Linked DNA regions of Mus musculus: region 2 is linked to region 1. The links are chromatin contacts, called in public promoter capture Hi-C maps. All regions are on one chromosome and are shown on one strand. The core of a region is the stretch at or near the end of the contact, and the rest is flanking DNA. Distances in the headings are between cores, read along the strand shown. Region 1 holds the start of Gemin5 (gem nuclear organelle associated protein 5). Region 2 holds the start of Smcr8 (Smith-Magenis syndrome chromosome region, candidate 8 homolog (human)).

What was found. Capture Hi-C pulls out chosen DNA fragments and counts their contacts.
Region 2: a promoter capture Hi-C map of adipose tissue shows a contact between it and region 1. The contact joins the promoter of Smcr8 here to the promoter of Gemin5 in region 1. A contact is called at or near these places in 2 of 39 promoter capture datasets (liver and pre-B cells) and 1 of 9 other capture datasets (adipose tissue).

Annotation. Positions count from the first base shown.
Region 1 is chr11:58,167,223-58,169,893 of GRCm38.p6, reverse strand. Gemin5 (gem nuclear organelle associated protein 5) reads left to right here and starts at 1,355. Exons shown (of 28, transcript NM_172558.3): 1 at 1,355-1,606; 2 at 2,025-2,185. The coding sequence starts at 1,441.
Region 2 is chr11:60,776,207-60,778,877 of GRCm38.p6, reverse strand. Smcr8 (Smith-Magenis syndrome chromosome region, candidate 8 homolog (human)) reads right to left here and starts at 1,353. Exons shown (of 2, transcript NM_001085440.1): 1 at 1-1,353. The coding sequence starts at 850. Top3a (topoisomerase (DNA) III alpha) reads left to right here and starts at 1,513. Exons shown (of 19, transcript NM_009410.3): 1 at 1,513-1,956. The coding sequence starts at 1,777.

The DNA.
Region 1 (2,671 bases), core at 106-2,605:
TGACCTCCATACACACACATTGTGAAATATGAGCACACACACACACACTAAATAAATAATAAAGACTAAGAGACGAGCTAATGCGTTTGTGTGCTCCTGGCAAAACTAGTGATCAATGTGGAGTCTGGTAACCCTGAATTTAGTGCCCTTAGGCTATGCTAGCATAGGTAAGGGCTCTCTATTAATGATAGCCATTGCAAGTTTCCATATGCCACATTCAGGAAGGGCTAACAGCAGTACAGAAGTACAGTCGAATCTGAACAAGTTGCTTGGGTTTGAGTTGTAAGCAGAGTTCAATTCTTTTTTCCCTCCACACCACTAACTAGTTCTCACAGCATAGGCACTCCATTAAGCAGGAGGCGGGATGTCAAACCTCTGCTCTTTAATCTTTGAATACCCCAGTATCAGGAATCAGAATTCCCACCCAACTACAGAGTCTCTTCCTGTCCTTTCTGATTCCTGACTCATTTCATTTATTTTGACAGGCTCTCATACTATAGCCCAGGCTGCCTAGCCTGGAGCACATGGCAATCCTCCTGCCTGAGTGCTGAGCCAGAGCTCAGATTCATTCTTTTAGTATTTCAGCTAAATACACTCTTGCATCTGTCTTTAAAACACCTCCCAAAAACTGGAAAAGTACGCCGCTATGTAGCATTTAAAAACAAACAAACAAACAAACAAACAAAAACTTGCCAGGCATGGTGGCGCACGCCTTTAATCCCAGCACTCGGGAGGCAAAGGCAGGCGGATTTCTGAGTTCGAGGCCAGCCTGGTCTACAGAGTGAGTTCCAGGATAGCCAGGGCTATACAGAGAAACCCTGTCTCGAACCCCCCCCCCCCAAAAAAAAAAAAACTTAATTGGGATACTGAACTGCCTTGTCCAATCTGTCCCAGATGTTTCTCGCTTAATAATACTTGCCTTGCTGGATTGGACAAAATAAGGAGCTTTAGTTAAATACAGGTATATATGGCGGTAAATGCACACAAACGCATTAGCTCATCTCTTAGTCAACCTTGAGGTTGGTAGAAACAGGGTATTTCACATCATGTTGGCCTTTATTATTTATTTAGCGCGTGTGTGTGTGTGTGTGTGTGTGTGTGTGTGTGTGTATGTGTGTGTGTGTTGGCCTTTATTATTTATTTAGCGTGTGTGTGTGTGTGTGTGTGTGCGTGTGCGTGTGCGTGTGCGTGTGTGCTCAGTGGCTGGTTGGCGGGTTCCACAGGTCTAAATCCTTAATTAAGGAAAATATGTAACCTCAGGACCTGGAATTTAGTTCCAGGCGGCGCACGGGAGCGAGAGGCGCGGGTTGGGCCTCAACGCGCTCCGTAGCGCCCGCCTCCAGGGGCGGGGTTTAAATCGATCCCGCCCCCTCCCGCTCCACGCCGCGGTTGCGAACCACCGTCCCAGAGCTCCTCTGCTGAGCTTGGGCGGCCGCGGAGATGAAGCCGGAGCCGCGGACGCTGCCGCCGTCCCCCAACTGGTACTGCTCACGCTGCAGCGACGCGGCGCCCGGAGGCATCTTTGGCTTCGCTGCGCGGACCTCCGTCTTCCTCGTCCGCGTGGGTCCGGGTGCGGGCGCGAGCCCAGGGGCGCCCCCGTTTCGAGGTGAGCCCCTCACGGGTCGGCGCAGTCCTTCCTGCCGTCCTCTTGGGGGAGTTCTGTAAGTCGCCGGGTCCGGCGGCGCGCGCACGTGGCCTCTCTCGCTTGGAGGGACTGACCCAGCCTAGACCCGGCGTTTAGGGTGCTCCTGGCCTTCCTGCTTGGCCAAGGCCCTGCCGGCCCCTAGTACGCCCCCTGGGGTGGGGGCTGTTCTCCCTTCTCTGATCCCGCTGGGCAATTACTTGACGGTGATGTCTGTAAGATGAGTGGTGATGACACCCAGCGTTTCTGTCTTTCGTCTGTGGATGTTTCTGTTCCATGTGTGTTAAGTGACTTCTGTTTATCTGCTTGTTGTTTGTCCAGCAACATGCAGGCTAACTGTCTGGATAGTGCTTTAGTTAACCAAGTCTGGTTTTGCTTGCAGTGGTAGGAGAGTTGGTGGGACACACTGAAAGAGTATCTGGTTTCACTTTTTCTCATCACCCTGGACAATACAACCTCTGTGCCACCAGCTCAGACGATGGAACTGTGAAGGTTTGGGATGTAGAGACCAAGACTGTAGTGACAGAACACACACTCCATCAGGTAATTGTGCATCCTGAGGCCTCAGATTGTTTTAATAGATCTCATGCATATGGAGGAATGCTACTCATTTTTGTTGGCTACTTAGATATGTTGGAAAGTCTCTCAAATAACTTTTTTTTAAAGATGCATGTTTTGTTTAGAAAGTAGAGTTTCTGGTAGCAGCTGTAACTTGGCTAGGTAGAGTGCCTGGCTAGCACACTCAAAGCCCTGGGCTCAGTCCCCAGAACTGCATAAATGAACATGGTGGTGCACACCTGTAATCATAGCACTTGGGAAGTGGAGGCAAAAAGATAGATAGTCATTCTCTTTTTTATATATATATATGTATATATATAGAGAGAGAGAGAAGGGGGGGGGTGTCAGTTTTTCCAATGTATGCCTGCACACCAAAGGGGGACATTCAGATCCCGTTATAGACCGTTTAAAACTACCGTGAGAGCTCTGGGAATCAAACCTGGGACCTCTTGATAAGTAGCCACTGAGCTA
Region 2 (2,671 bases), core at 104-2,603, 2.6 Mb before region 1:
TAGTGGATACCTGGTCAGCCTGATCCTGGGTATGCTCTGTATCACCAGGCTGCAAGTCAGGGATCTTCGTCTTCTGACGAGGGTATGAGCGGATCTGCCTCAGCAAATCTTGATGTTCGATGATGGACTTCTCCACATTGGCCAGTTCATTGGCTTTCTCAATCGCCTGAGAAGAATAAAAACCCTTGTCGTTGGCTTTCTTCTGGATCTCGGTTTCTGTGTGTAGCACTGTCCTTGTGTAATCCAAGTCTTTCAGCTTTTTTTCAAGTTCCCCAGCGAATGCCTTCCTGTTGCCCATCTTCAAGCACTCAGATGCTTTGGAAAATTCGGCCGAGAGCTCTTGGAACTGCTGCATGATTTTATGCTGGTCTGCGGAGATATAAGCCATACAAAAGGGCCTCACAAAGCCCCTGGCCTCCAGGTCGTACAAGGTGAGGTGGTGCACATATGCAAAGGCCCCTTCCTTAGAGTCTCCCAGTACCACTTTAGAGTCTTCCACAAAGTTCAACTTGGGGTAGGCAGAACCGGGAGGATGGCCTACGAATGAAGCCTGGTAATCCACCGACATAATCCGCAAAGAGAAGTAATTAAGATCAAAAGTGCCAAAAACTTTGGTGTCATTGGGGATGGTAAGCAAGGGCTGGGGTCCCACCTGCTCAGAGAACTCGGAAATGAGGATGAAGTCCCTGGAGAACTTGGCCCCAGACAGTTTAGACCAGGGGTTTGCCCCCTGGCTGGCATAAGGAAAGAGAGGGACTGAGTACTCCTCAGGCAAAGCGGGCTCATTGTAAGGTTCTTCCTCGTATTCATCTTCCTTGGTGAAGGCCACCACATCAGGGGCGCTGATCATATTTCCTGAAATATGGCAAGCACATTGAGAGGAAATGGAAAATAATGTAGGGTTGGTCGGAGGGAGAGTCAGGCCTCTGGATGCGAAAACGAAGTTCTTGCGGCCTTCTTTGCACTTCCGGGGATCCTAAACTGCCCTGTCACACAACGAAGAACTCGAATTGCCGCAGACTCTCAAGGTTTGGGACCTGTGATGCCCTGGGCAAGCCTCATGAACTCCAAAGCTGCAGGTCCAGATGACGGAGGCTGGCCATTCTCCAGCGTTTGCCCGGGCCGGCGCAAGGTTCCTGAAGCTAGGTCACCAGCACTCCCCGGAACCTACCGGCGACATCAACAGTCCCAGCTCTGATCGTGTCATTAATCCTCGCCACGGGCTACCGCAGAATCAGTCAAATGAGTCTCCCCACGACCTAAGGGCAGAAACTGTCGCCGCTCCTAGGACCGTACTGTCCCAGGGAAGCTACCGCGGCACCGCCATCTTGGTATCACATGACTCCCCAGCATCAGCGTCGCGTGACCCGGAAACGCCCACACAGACTTCCAAGTTAGTGGCGCCTTTTAAGAGGCCCTGCCAATCAGATCTTCCAGAGGACAAGTCCCGTTAACTACCCATTGTCATAAAGAAAAGGAAAGTAGAATACAGTGGGGTGGAAGGGAGGAGGAGAAACGGTGTTGGAGGAACGTGCACAGGGCATGAGGCATTCTGGGAGTTGTAGTTCAAGGCTGCTTAGTGGCGCAGTGGGCGGAAGTTGTCTGTGAGCGCGAGTTTAAGCGAGACTCGGACGTGTGGGTTTCTGATCGAGGCGGCAGTTGCCTGGAAAAACTGCATTTATTAAGGTGGCTCTCACAGTTCCTCGTGGCTTTTCCTCTGGGTTCTCCAGCATGCACGGGCACCCGTGGAGTTGCTGCTGGAGCAGGACCTAGGGAATGATCTTCCCGGTCACCCTCTTAGCGTTTCAGTGGCACCGACGGCCTGGAGGCCGTGCCCTGTCCCGCGCTGCCATGGAAGTGGCCTTCCGAGGAGTGCGAAAAGTTCTCTGCGTGGCGGAGAAAAACGACGCTGCCAAGGGGATCGCCGACTTGCTGTCCAACGGGCGTATGAGGCGGGTAAGAAGCACTTGGGTTCTGCTTCCCTGAGGAACGCCCACAAAGTCCGACAGCGCGTTGGGTACCGGGAGCCCGGGCGAAAGCGACTCCGCCTATTTTGCGAGAGGCCCCTCCCGGCCGCCCTCACTTCTCGGTTTCTCCCTAGCCTTCAGGCTTTTTGTAAATGTAAAACCTTTTCACGCTTTTGATAGACCTTTGCTCGCCGGATCTGTCTGCTCGGCTCACATACCAGTGGAGCATTGCTCTCCCTTCTTTGGGTCTGGAGTGTGAGAACACGTGTATTTTAAAACTCTTCCTTGGTCAATCACAAGTTCAGTAGTATTGGAAAGCGGTAACCAACTCCTTTATCTTGGCGTTCAAGCCTTACTTATGGAATCCTGTCCCTGCCTTCTGCAGACCCTGTGACTAGGGTGGTGGCACCCTAGGGGTAACACTTAGGTTTAGGAACTAGAGAAGTCAATTACTACTCCTATAGACTGATTCTAAGATACACGAAAGATAGGATTGTCTCCTGACAAAACGGAGGTGAGAAGGGTAAAACCCCAAGGACTGTTGCGTTATCATTCAGCTGGAGGCCCTTCCTAGGAGCTGTTCCCTTTTCTTTGCAAACAGTTGGATCTCCAGACCTCTGCCTCCAGTTTTAAAATACCCGGAAGGGGGAGCCAAGGTTAGGTGGGCGCTGGCCCCTAACTACTTCACCTCTTAAAAATGTCTT